2 separate regions of the Gossypium hirsutum genome follow, and region 2 is linked to region 1. The links are chromatin contacts, called in public Hi-C maps. All regions are on one chromosome and are shown on one strand. The core of a region is the stretch at or near the end of the contact, and the rest is flanking DNA. Distances in the headings are between cores, read along the strand shown. Region 1 has its middle 5.4 kb from the start of LOC107941179. Region 2 holds the start of LOC107925771 (UPF0481 protein At3g47200).

What was found. A called contact is a pair of places that touch in the nucleus more often than the background predicts.
Region 2: a Hi-C map of leaf shows a contact between it and region 1, with 8 times the contacts expected there. The contact joins two enhancer-like sites. A contact is called at or near these places in 10 of 34 Hi-C or Micro-C datasets (callus, fibers, hypocotyl and 2 more).

Annotation. Positions count from the first base shown.
Region 1 is chrA11:121,378,795-121,385,974 of Gossypium_hirsutum_v2.1, reverse strand. No RefSeq gene overlaps it. Among protein-coding and RNA genes, the nearest start is that of LOC107941179, 5.4 kb to the right of the region's middle. Within about 2 kb of position 3,589, at least 9 of the 9 cell types and tissues checked have an H3K27ac peak or open chromatin away from gene starts, as enhancers often do. A contact at or near this core is called in fibers, hypocotyl and leaf, where this site is marked.
Region 2 is chrA11:121,459,085-121,466,264 of Gossypium_hirsutum_v2.1, reverse strand. LOC107925771 (UPF0481 protein At3g47200) reads left to right here and starts at 262. Exons shown (of 2, transcript XM_041080223.1): 1 at 262-1,155; 2 at 1,988-2,828. The coding sequence starts at 689. The coding sequence ends at 2,687. Within about 2 kb of position 3,829, at least 7 of the 9 cell types and tissues checked have an H3K27ac peak or open chromatin away from gene starts, as enhancers often do. A contact at or near this core is called in fibers, hypocotyl and leaf, where this site is marked.

The sequences.
Region 1 (7,180 bases), core at 2,340-4,839:
AAGATTTAAGGAGGTGGATCCTCATTGACCTGAGGTGTGGGGAAGAAGTGAAATCCATTGAGCACATTGTTCTTTTACCTTTCTATTAGGGTAGGTTGGGGTGTATCAGGGTTTAACTATAAACCATGAAGAGAGGGCTTTTTGGGCCTTAAGTATTTACTAATTTTTTTGTTTTTGAAAAACCTCAACATTGACAAGATTGTGATTTGGTAACAAGCATTACATAATTTTTCTTATTCTAACAATTCACAGGCTTCGACTAGAAGCCCAAAATTCCCTTGTCGAAACCTTTTTTATTTTGAAAACAATGGGAATCGATTTTTGAAAACAAAAATGTGGAGTCGCCATCAATCTCTTGATTTAAGTGTGATTGGACCACCTACTAAAACATTTTATTCCATTAAAAATAAATTTGGTTCACGTAAAATCAAAAAAATGGGTTTGGGAGTCGGTTACGCATGAGAAAGGGTTAGCATCCTCATTAGGCCCAAAAATTGGTACCAAATTGATTTGATGCTATCCTTATACCAAAAGGTTTTTTAAAGAAAAGATTTTTTAAAGTATGATTCTTTTTAAAATATTTGAATAGTTCAAATTAGCAGTCAAAATTCTTTCGTTTCAAAGATATGCAGTATCATACCCAGCATGATTGGATACGATCCTTTATACCTTTAAAAATACGATTGATTTTTGACTTTTGAAAACTCGTACACTAAAATTATAAAATGTTATCCAAATATTTAGTTCACCGAAAAAATCATACCCAGCACGATTGAGCACGATTTTCTGAATTCCCAAATATTGGGTATTGCCTTATTTCAGAATTTTTGAATAATAAAGAAAATTGGAAATTCACTCAAAACACGTTTATTTGTTTTAAAATAGATGGAATACTTAATGCATTGTATCGAAACATTTGCATAGGAAAGGATTAATGAACATGAAATAATAGGATACAATAAGTCACAATTAATAAATCCCAACAATTATGTACAACTATTCTAAGTAAAATGTGACCAAATTCTTAATCATGGATGGTGAACAATCACTACAAAAATAATATACAACAACAATTAACATGGCACAATATAAAAGGATCCACAAAATATGTACAAAATAAAATGGATTTAGAAGTCAATATAATATAGGACATTTTCAAAATAATGATGGCTTAATTAACACATAACATAAGTTAACAAGTTTGTATGAAAGCTAGGGATATATAATTATTTGAAATAAATATTGTAGGATAAAACATTTGAATCGAATAATATGCAAAATATTTTAAAAACAAATTTTAAAAATTGACAATAGGCATGGTAGCTTAAATAACATATAAAATATAAAAGAAAATAAAACACATGATAGGATATAATGTACATAATAAATTCATAAAACATGTATATATAAATAAACTTGGAAATAATTATTTGTAAAAAAAATAGCATGAAATTAATAATATATGAAAAATTAAGTAAATATATAAATTATACATGTAACGAATTTTAAAAAATATAATCATATACACTAAAAGATAAAAAACTATATTTACAAAATACATAAATTTAATAATGTATATTTATGAAACTATATTTATAAAGGGAATTTTGAAACAAATAATATATAACATAACTTTACATGTAACAAATTGGTTTTGTATGGATGGTATATGTAAATAATATGTACATAAGGATTATAAAATATGAAGGTATATACAATAAATAAATTATATGATTTAAAATATAATTCTTAAAAGGGGTGCATTATACACATAAATAATTTTAAAGACAAATATATATACATAAAAGAAATATTAATATGAAATCAATAATGTGGACTATAGTAAAATATTTTAATATGGGTTATATATATATATGAAGACACTTTATAAATAATTAAAAAATAACTTGGAATAAAAATATGAATTATAAAATTAACTTAATTTTATCATAAATTATACATTTAATAAAACCTAAAAAACAATTAGATATAAATTTATTAAAAAAAACTATATAAAAATAACATGGCTTTGATAATGTATGTAGATTAAATATAAATACTAAATATATATTTAATAATAACTTAAATAATACATAAAATATGTGGGATTTTTCCTTTAAATAATAAAGATATATAATAAAATATGTGAATAGATCTAAAAGAAATTATATGTATAAAATACTAGTATTTAGTAATGTATATAAATTTAATATCTATACCTATATTTTTGTATACGAATAGTTAGAAATTAAATAATGTATAAAACATGTGAGTTCATTTTAAACAACAAATACATATGTAACATACATATGTGAATAAATTTAAAAAACAGTTAAATGTATATAATAATTTAATGTTAATAATATTCGTAGAATAAAACTGATTTTATTATAAGGTACGTATATACATGTATAATAATGCATAAAACATTACACAAAATAGTATGCAACATGTGGAAATACAATTACCCAAATTACAACAAATAAGTCAATCAATAATATAAATGATACAGTTGATATGAACATTCCCAAATAATATACATGTTAAGAAAAAAAAAACAAAATGAATCCAAACAAATTACCTAATTGAAATCAAAGTAAAATAAAAAAGATAATTTACAAAAATAAATTAACTACTTATAATAAAATAAGAACTCATATATAACACGCATGAATTCACAGGGACCACGATTGAAATTATCCCTGATCCTGAAACACTGCGTTGAGACACGGGTTAAAATGCAAAGTCATACAAATTTTGGGGAAAATTTAACAGAAAACCAAAACAAAACAGTCACAAATAGGATCCAATCACAATACGGCATGAAGGGGAAGGGCTTTCTACATAAATAAACCATTTTAGGCGAAAAAGGGCTGATCCGGGTCTCCAAGTGGGTCAGCGCGCGGATCCTACCCCCCTTGGAACGACGCCGCTTTTGAATCTACTGTTAAACCCTCTTTTTTCAATTGTTTTCTGCTTAAAACGCAGCAAATCATTCAATTTAAAATAAATTATGCTATCAGCCCATTCCCTTAGGGTTTCATCTAGCATGCTGCCGCTGACAACAGGAGTATTCGAGCCATGAAATCAATTTGCAACCTCAAGATCCCTCATCTGACTTCGATTTCGACGAAGCAAAGAAGAATCCATGGCAAATTTGCAAAGTAAGACCCCTTCCTTCGCTTTCCTTTTTATTTTCAAATACAAAAACGAAAGATTGAAAAGGAAAATGAAATGATTCAACGAAAAACTAAAGCAAGTAGAAAACTGAAAATTACCTTTACAAATTTGCTTTCGAAACACTTTTTCTAGTATTTAGTGTGCGTGCGTAAGCATATATTATGCGTAAATTTTTTTGAAGGTACATTCGTCGGCTTTTATAGCCGGATTTACAGAGTAAAATCAAAATAAAATTACATTTTCTTGCTGTCAATCACTGTAAATTCTGTTAGCCTCTTTCTCGTGCCTTCTTTTGCTGTTTATTTATCTTTCTTGTAGATTCCGTTGACGTGGATGTACGGAGGCGCGCCTGGGATGTACGGAAACAGATATGCATGAGAAACCCTCGTGGGAAGCCAACCTTCTAGTTTATTCCAAAAGATTCTAGCATTCTCAAGCTGCTAAAATTATTTTTGGGTGTATTGGTCCTCGGGTTTGGGCTGTTGGGTTTGAGGATTTATTCAATTGGGTCATGAGTTATTGAACTTTTATTGTATTATTTTTTTATTTTTCATTTTAGTTTTGGGTTTTGTAAATGGACTTTGGCCCTATAAACAATTTGGTCTTTTATTGTTTGGTCTTATAAATATATTTTATTTTTAATTTTTTTCTTGTTTTTTTTATGGGCTCAGGCAAAATGGGCCTATTACATCCTGGTGGCTAAATTTGATATTACACAAAAATATTTACTGTATGTTTATTATATAAGCTATAGAAACATTGTAGCCATTTTGCCACCTTTTCACAAACATCACTCACTCAGCCAAAAACAGTTTACAAAATCACCTTGTTAATTACTTCGAACCGCTCAGCCTGAAAATGTCGTCCACGGAAGGAGGCGGCGCCGTCGGAGCTTCCGGTGGAGCAGTTTCCATTGATCAAACAATCATCAACAACAACACGAGCAACAGTCCCCTAGAGACGATCATTCCAATACCAGGTACGGACTTCACTCGCAGCAATGGCAAATTACGGAATCTCCGGTCATTAGACAAAGCTTTCGACGGCGACCATCTCAACCCCAAAGCCAAACCATTGATACAAAAAGTCCCATCAACCCTTTGCCGTCACGAAGATTTCCGAAAATATTTCAAGCAGAAAGTGATCTCAATCGGCCCATTCCACCACGATGATCCCACCCTCCATGAGTCCGAGAAGCTCAAGCTCAAATTAGCAGTACATTTCGTCAAAAAAATTGGCGTCGATAAGGATACCTTGTACAACAACATGAAGACAGAGATGGATGGCTAGAAGAAATGCTATGATCCAAAGGAATTAGAGAAGTATAGTAACGATAACGAAAAACTGGCTTGGATGTTCTTCGTTGACGGCTGCGCAATTTTACAAGCAGTTTATATGCGTTACGGCCAAGATTATATATCGTAAGTCGAACGAATTGTTTATTAAAAAAGATTTGCTGACATTTGTGCACTCGGATCTGTTTTTGTTGGAAAACCAAATACCTTTTCGTGTTCTTGAATTGCTTACAAGCTCGGGGGATGGCAAAAAGTTCATGGATTCAATCAAAAGGTTCATCAACGACACTGTTGTCAACCCAGCCGAGATAAAAGAGCCACGGGAAAGGATTGTATGAAACAGTGACGCCACGTCATCTGTATTCTTTTCCAATAGTTTTATGCCATATCAGTACTCTTATCCTGAATTTCAGGATTTTATCCTGAAAAAAAATCAAATCCAAATTAAAATAATAAAATTCAGGATAAAATCCTAAAGTTCAAAATAAGAATATTGATGTGGCATAAAACTATTGGAAAGGGATACAGATGACGTGGCGTCACTGTTTCATACAATTCTTTCTCAAGAGCGACAATCACATCAGCGGGACAGATAATTTAAGGCATTTAAAAAAAATCATTTTGTGGAGTTTATAAGTGTTTAAGAATTTTATAATTAGGTGATGGAATCGATTAGATTCTCATTTTCGGTTGAATAGTTAATTCGTTTAAATTATATAGAATTTTAAAAAATATTAAAGATATATTAAAAATATAAAAAAATCGATTTTACTATTCGATTCAATTGGTCAATCCTTTCTTCTGGATCAGTATCTTGCTTGATTCTAGACCTGCTTATGCGTTGGGTCACTTGGCCAGCTCGAAAAAATTTGAGGGTTTGAGTAAAAAAATTGAAGGGTTTGAGTAAAAATATAGACATGAAAAATGGACTTGGGCAAAAAAAATTTCGTTTTAAAAACAGGCCGGGTCTCAGGTAAGATATTTTTGGCCCTGCCCCTGCCAAATTCACAAAAGGACAAAAAAAATTATTTTTATTGTTTTAATGCTAGTTTCTTGTTGTTTTCTTCCTATTTTACTACCATTTCAATGTCTACCTTAGTGTTATTTAAGTATACATATTTTTTAAAAAATTTTTCAATTTGTTAGGAAATATTTATTTTAATGTTTTTAGTATTTTTGATGTATTATATATATTTAAAAATTATATAAAAATATTTAAAAAAATTAAAAAATTAATACGGGTGAGCTGAGCTCTGGCCTAAATCTTTTATTGGGTTCGACCCAACCCATGAGTACCTCTACTTAATTCTCTATCCAACTAGTTTGATCAACAAGTTTGGTCTAATTCTTAATTTTTTTTATGTGGTCGAACATATTTTTTTATACTTTGAAGAGTTAAAGTGTAATTTTATTATATAAATTTATAATTTAATAATTTTAAAAGGAGTAAAATATAATTTTCTATTTTTGACAACGACCCCGCCTGCCCCTTTGTATTGATCCTGTTGAGTGTGCAATTTCAAATCTAACTTTTCAAAATGGTAAAATAAAAATTATATTTTACCAAATGTTGTTTGGATTATATACTTTTCAAAATGATAAAATAAAAATTATATTTTACCAAATGTTGTTTGGATTATATACTTTTCAAAATGATAAAATAAAAATTATATTTTACCAAATGTTGCTCGGATTATGTTGGATTGAAAATTAATTGAGGTATGAATTTAAAGAAAGTCATTAAATCGATTGACTTAATAATCTATATGAACAAGTTAAATTGTCAAAAAAATAAAAAAACTAATTGAATCAAATAATAATATCAAAATTTTTTAATAATTTATTTTATCAACCAATATGAATACATCGAAACAATTAAACTTATAAATTGATAACTTGACACAGATTTGGCTCTAGAAAATGGTGGAAGCTGCAAAATCCAATTCACCTACTGAATTCCTACGAGTAAGACTCCTTTTCGACAAAGAAAAAAATAAGAAAAACCATGTAGGAGTTGTCTGCTCACGCTGGATCTACCAACAGCAAGCAAACAAGAACAAAATGGTGCCATTCACACACCATTGGTAACATAAAAGAGCTTAAAATGGACGGGATATGGTTAAAAGCAAGCGAAACAAGTTGTTAACTGACATCCGTTTCAACCGTATATTCTTGGTCAGAAAATTATGTTTACCGCCGATCACCGTCGATGATTCAACCATGAACTTGATAGCTTACAGAATGCGTACAGATTTCAAAAACGATTTCACTGTCACTTCATATATGTGTTTCCTTGATTTATTGATCAATGAAGCCGAAGATGGTAAAGACCTGAGAGACGCCGGCATACTATACAACGGATTGGGGAGTGATGAAGAAGTGGCTAAGCTTTTCAATAAGATAAACACTGATTTGGTTCCTACTCCGATGATTTACTGTGGGATTAATCCGAAAATACATAATCATTGTAAGAAAATGTGGATTAAGCATGCAGCTCAAGGTTATCATACTTATTTTAGGAGTCCTTGGACGTTTTTGGCATTTCTGGGTGCCATTACTGCAGTTTTGCTTGGTGCTTTGCAGACTTATTATGCCATACATCAACCAAAGTAAGTGTTGTTTACCAGTCGTTTTGTAAACTCTTGTTTTTTGTGAGAATTTTGTCTGACATTTTTTATTATCATTGAAACATAGGAGCCAAGATC
Region 2 (7,180 bases), core at 2,580-5,079, 80 kb before region 1:
ATAGAAAATTAAATTAAAAAAAAATGAAAATTAAATTGACTATAAGGGATAAATTTGAATTACACCAAAATTATTTTCCATATGTTTATTATGTAAGTAGGAGCAAAGCTAGAATAATTTTTTAAGATAGACGGAATGAAATTTTAATTTTTTATAGTCTATATTTTTATAATTTTTGAAGAATTAAATTGAATTTTCATACTTTATGAAGTTAAAGTACAAATTTAAAATTTTTAAAAAAATTATGAGCATAAATAACAATTTACATTTCCCTAGATTCGCCCTATAGAAACATTTGTCATCATGTAGCCATTTTACAACCTTTTTTCCAACAACACTCAATCAGCCAAAACCAGTTCTCAAAATCACCTTGTTAATTACTTCGAACCGGTCAGCCTGAAAAGGTCGTCCAGGGAGGAAGGAGGCGGCGCCGTCGGTGCAGTTTCCACTGATCAAACAATCATCGACAACAACGATTCCGTGAGCATTGATATGGACATATGGACGTCCCTCTCATCGACAACAGCGATTCCGTGAGCATTGATATGGACGTCCCTCTCAGTGATGGCGAAGTAGCGAATCTCCGGTCATTAGACAAAGCTTTCTACGGCGGCCAACCCAACTTCACTGCCAAACCATTAAAGTCCCATCAACCCTTCGCCGTAACGAAGATTTCAACAAGTATTTCATGCCGAAAGTGATCTCAATCGGCCCACTCCACCACGATGATCACACCCTCCCTGAATCCAAGGAGCTCAAGCTCAAATTAGCAGCACATTTCGTCAAAAAAATTGGCGTCGATAAGGAATCCTTGTACAGAAACATTAAGAAAGAGTTGGATGGCTTGAAGGAATGCTATGATCCACAGGAATTAGAGAATTATAGCGACAATGACCTGGCTTGGATGTTCTTCGTTGACGGCTGCGCAATTTTACAAGCAGTTTATTTGCGTTACGGTAATGATGATGATGATGGTAAATTGTTTATTAAAAACGATATGCTGACATTTGTGTACTCGGATCTGTTCTTGTTGGAAAACCAATTACCTTTTCGTGTTCTTGAATTGCTTACAAACCCGGAAGAAAATGGCGGAAAGTTCATGAATGCAATCCGAAGGTTCATCGACGATAATGTTATCAACCCAGGCGAGGACAGGTAATTTAGGGAATTAAATAAAGAATCATTTTTGTTGAGTTTATAAATGTTTTTTTATAACTAGATGGGTGATGGACTCTCATTTCCAGTTGATTAGTTCATTCAGTTAAATTATATAAAATTTTGAAAATATTAAAAATATAAAAAAAATGATTCCATTTTTTAATTCAATTGGTCAACTCTAACTTTATTCGATTTTTCATCTAACCTACCTAATTAACAAGTATAGTCTGATCTTTAATTTTTTTTATGTATTAATTTATGATTTTATCTTTTTTAAAAAAAATTGAACAATTATTTTTTAATTATTTTTTAAATTTGAGGGCTTATTATAATTTAATAATGTTTAAAGGGATTAACATGTAAATTTTCATTTCTTGGGAACGACCCCTGCCTGTCTGTTTGCATTTATCCTGTTGAGTGTACAATTTTTAGAAATAAAACTTTTCAAAATGGAAAAGTTCAATATCTTAAAAATGGTAAGATTTCTGCATTAATACAATAATAAAAATTGTATTTCAGCTAATATTGTTTCAATCCGTTTGAATTGAAAATTAACTGAAACATCTGGAGAAAGTCATTAGACCAGTCGATTTAAAAATCTATATGAACAGGGTAAAAGAAAGTTAATTAAACCGTGTTATCGAATCGAAATTTTTAATAATTTATTTAATTAAATCAAATAAATTGAGATTTATAAATAAATAACTTAATCAGTTGGATTATCTATTTTGAAAATCTAACTTCATAAAAATTAACAATTTCAATAAAAAGAAAGAAAAGAAAAGAGAAATTATAGCTTGGCACCCGACTAACATAGATTTTGGTGTAGTGAATGGTGGTGGAAGCAGCAAAAAGGAGAGCGAATTCACTTATTGAATCTACTACGAGAAAGACTCCTTGTCAAAGAAGAAAAACCATGGTGGTGGAGTTTGTGGTTTTTCACTGAACCAGGATTTTGCAACGAAGCAAGAAAAAAACGGCACCATTCACACACCTTTGGTAACTTAAAAGAGCTTAAAAGGGCCGGGATACGGTTACAAGCAAGCAAAACAAGTTGTTTAACCGACATCAGTTTCAACCATATCTTCTTCTTCGGAAAATTATGGTTACCGCCGATCATAGTTAATTATCCAACCATGAACTTAATAGCTTACGAAATGTGTCCGGATTTCGATAACGATTTCACCATCACTTCTTATATGTGTTTCCTTGATTTATTGATCCATGAAGCCGAAGATGTTCAAGACCTGAAAGATGCCGGTATACTATACAATAGACTGGGGAGCGATGAAGAAGTGGCTAAGCTATTCAATAAGATGGACATTGATTTGGTTCCTAGTCCGATAATTTACAGTGGGGTTAAAGAGAAAATATATAATCATTGTAAGAATATGTGGATTAATCAAGCAGCTCAAGGTTATCATACTTATTTTAGGAGTCCTTGGACATTTTTGGCATTTTTGGGTGCCATTGCTGCACTTACTCTCAGTGCTTTGCAGACTTATTATGCCATGCATCAACAAAAGTAAGTGCTCTTTATTAGTCTTTTTGTAAACTCTTGTTATTTATGATAATTTTGTAACTCCTGGATTTTCGATTCAATATATTTAATTTTTGGTGTTTTAATGAAAATTTTCTTTTAAAAATAAAATTTAAGAGCTTTAATCAAAATTTATGATAAAATTAATGGTTAACTTTTGAAATTTTCAACAAGGCTTAATTAAGATTTTTTAAAAATTAAGAGTTCTAAGTAAAAATGTCAAAATTTTGAAAGATTTAATGATAATTTTCTAAAATTTTGAAGGGGTCTCCTCTTACATTTTGTCCTTAAGTTGAACCAGTCGATTTAACTAATCAATCTAATTTGACCATAAAAAGTTAACAATTTAAACTCGTTTACCTTTATGATATAAATTCCTTACATGCTGAAGTGTTTTGTTGTGTGTACTTGTTTTGAAATTCTTTTATAATTTTTTTCTTCAATTTGTGGCAGCCAAGGCTCATGCAACCTGTTGCAGGCCAATTTTGGGCCGCTTTACAAATCCCTTAACCCATTTTACAAAAACTATCTACCCTTGACCAACATACTAAAACCCACTTACATTTCCAAACTCGGGAGCCCAATTAACCTACCCAAACCCATTTACAACCAGACCCAAGCCCGGTTGACCCATTAAACCCTTACCCTAAAATCTAACTCAACACCAGCCCAAATCCTACTAGCCCACTAACCTAAAACCCACCTAAACCCAAACAGACCCAACTAACCGATTTAGGGTTTTAAGAAAGCTGAAACCCTAAACCACCTAATCCTATCACTGTACCCTCTGTGCCCCCTATACCCCTGACCCTCGGCCAACCACCTTCTATCCCATCACCCATACCACCTGCCCACTGTCTCCACCGCCGTTCAACTGCTCCTGCAAGGAGAAGACAATAGAAGAAATCATAAAGCATGTAAAATAGGCTATAAAAGCCGTATGTAAAAAGGGAACCAGGAAGGATTTTTGCTCTTTAAAAAATACAAAAAAGAAAAGACCAGTTGGCAGTTCAAAATATACAGAAATAGTAATACAAACAATATTTCAAGCAAACAAAAGAGAACATCACAGATCAAAGAATCAGAAGCTAAAAACGGTGCGTTTTGGTCCCCCACCAGTTAAGCTAAAAACGGAGCCGTTTTGGGCCCCGGGTCGGGTCGACCCGACCCTCTCCGATAGGATCCGCGTGTTTTTTAAAGTGGAAGGGCTAATTGCGCTTTTAGCCCTTCTGCTTTTCTGTGGTTTTACAATCAAGTTTTCTCATTTTCAATTTGGCCCCATAATTTGTTTCACTTTGCAATTTGACCCCTCTGATTGCGCAGCGTTTTGGAAAGTGGGAAATATTTCGTTTTTAATCCCCCTTAGTTTTGCCCGTGTTCAAATAAGTCCTTCTCTGTTGTTTTTATTTTAGAATTTATCCCGTGTTCTATAGTTTGTTTTCAATTTAGTCCCGTTTAATGCGATGTGTTTTAAAGATTTGGGAAAATTTTATATTTGGTCCTCCATAGTTTCACGCGTATTCTAAAAAGTCCTCCCCTCCCTTATTTTCTTTTAAATTAGCCCCAAACTTTGTTTTTTTAATTCGATTGAGTCCTCTTTGTTAGATTAATGCTTTACTTTCAAATTATTTGTTTTTTCATTTTCTGTTGTTTATTATTATTCATTATAATCTTTATATTTTTATTATCTTTGTTATATTTTGTATATGTGGTAGTATATATTTTATTGCGTACATGTATGTATGTATATGTACTTAATATATTTATGTACTTGGGAAATATTATTATTAGTTATTTTTAACATGCATATATTATGTAAATATTTTAACATTATAGTTTACATGTATATATTCTTTCATATGTATTATATATATATATGCTTTTAATATTTTATGTGTATTATTATGTATATGTTTTAATACTGTTAGTCATATATCTTTTGAACTGTTATATGTATATTTTTAATATTACTATATATATTTCTAATACCATTATATAAATTTATATATATGTACGTATCTATATCGCGAACGAATAGTCCTTTTTTATTATCATTTCTAATATAAATATATATATCATATAGGTTTATATACATATCATACATGTTTCTTTATTTTTATTTTTTATTAGTTATATATATATTATTACTATTTTATGTATATATTTTTATCTTTATTACTATTGTTGTCAATCTTAGTATATGTTTTATGTATGTATATATCTCTAGTATATATATATAGGTATATATCTATGTAGTATCGTAATGGGTTTTTTATTATTATTCCCAATGTGTATATACTAGGTAAATATTTTAGTACTATAATATATATATGTTTTCATTGTGTATATACATTACGTATACGTATCTTTTTAATATTATATCTTCATATACGTCATATATATTTTTCAAGCTATATTACATTTTACATTTTATCTTATACATGTATATATATTATTTTTAACTATCTTATGCACATTATTTTTAACTTTACATTATGTATGTATCTCTCATATCATTAGTTGTATATATTTTTATGTTACCTTATGTACATATTATCTTATATTATTATTACTAAGTGTATTTTGTATTTGTTCATGATTTGTCTTTATTTTTATTTCTTTTGTAAATATCATTGTTATTGTTTTTCTAATGCTCTAGTGTTTCATGTTAACATTTTTTATTAATAATGTCATTGTTTGCATCGTTGATTTATTTTAAATTCTTACTTTATAAATATTTTTTCCCATGTTTTAATTAATTTTAATAAATAAGGTTACGTACCGATTTTAACATTAAGTCATCGAATTTCACCGCTATGTTGGGTGAACATCAATTGACTCGTGTTAAAACGGTATTAAAACGGTATGTCCTTCACAAAAACCAAAAAAACTAAAATTTCTTATCATTTCAATTGGATCGCGATTAAATCTTATATTGAACTTGCATTTTTGAAAATCAAGACAACACATGTCAATGAGATACCAATTTTGGGCGTCGCGAGGGTGCTAATACCTTCCTCGTGCGTAACCGACTCCCGAGCCCTACTTTTTCTCTGGATTTCGACGTAGACCCAAACTCTGCCTTCTTTTTTGTTTTAAAAAATAGATCTATTAGGTGTCCGATCACATCTATAAAAAGGATCGGTGGCGACTCCCTGTTTACTTCAAAATCAAACTTCAGTTTTTCAAACTTTAACTAAATCGCCACAATTAGCGATCCCACTCTCAACACAATTTTTTTTACGTCGCTACAGCTGGCGACTCCACTAGGGAACCGCATTTTTGAGAGTCGAGTCGAATTAAACGCGTGTTGTCAAAATTTTCAAAATTCCTTGTTCAAATTAATATTTAGTCGTGATCCTAAAATTGTATTTTTGAAAAATCATGCATTTGCATCGTGTTGTATATATTCTTCTAACTTGTTTTGTCTGGTTGTTTTAAAGCTTTAAATTCTTATGGTTTTAATTTTGGTTTAGTTTTCAAATAAAACGTAAAGGTTTGTGAGTTTCTCCCTACACACCGTGTACGTATATTCTTGCATTATTTTAAAGAATAATTTATGTACAACACTATTTTAAAGAATGTTATATAAAATATTAAAAAATGTTTATTTACGATCATAACACCGTGCACGTGCATTTTTGCATTATTTTAAATTATAATTTATGTACAACATTATTTTAAAATTATATACAACACGATCATAACATTAAGCAAAAACTTATCCATAACATTATTTTAAAGAATACAGATAATCTCGTACTAAAAAAATTAAAGTGTAATAAAAGCGTACAATTGAATGTGTGTTGATTAAGCTTTTAGAGATTTTATATTTCCAATTTTTCTTTTTCATTGGCTTATTTGTTAAATAAAGTTTAATAAATTCTTCCAATTTTATATTTCCAATTTTTAAGCCTACACCTTCTTTTTTTTTTTATAAGAGCTTTGATATTTGGTAGTTAAATTTGAAATTGAGTTGAGTTGAATTTTTAAGTGGATAGTAAAAATTTTTTAGTATTGTTTTCTCTATTCATAAGATTTAAAGTTAAGATTTACTTAAAAACATCGAATTTTTATTACTCAATAACGAGACTTTGGTGTATATAGCACACTTTTAGTTAAATAAAGTAATAAGACAACATTTAATCCTTAAATTTGACAATTTTTTCAGTTTGGTCTCTAGATTTTCTTTTTTTTGTCCACATTCAGGGGCGAAGCCAAAATGTTTTTTGGGAGGGGTTGAAATTAAGTTGTATATTTTTATGATACTAAAAATATAATTTCACCATTTTAATAGTTTATAACTTTATAATTTTAAAGTATTAAATTATTTTTTTTATCATTTTTGGGTGGCAAAATGTAATTTTACCACTACTAATTTAAAATTTTATAAATTATAAAAAGATGTAAATGAAAAAAAAAAATCATTTGGGGGGCGGTGCCCCTACCAGCCCCCTGCTGGCTTCTCCACTCTCCACATCA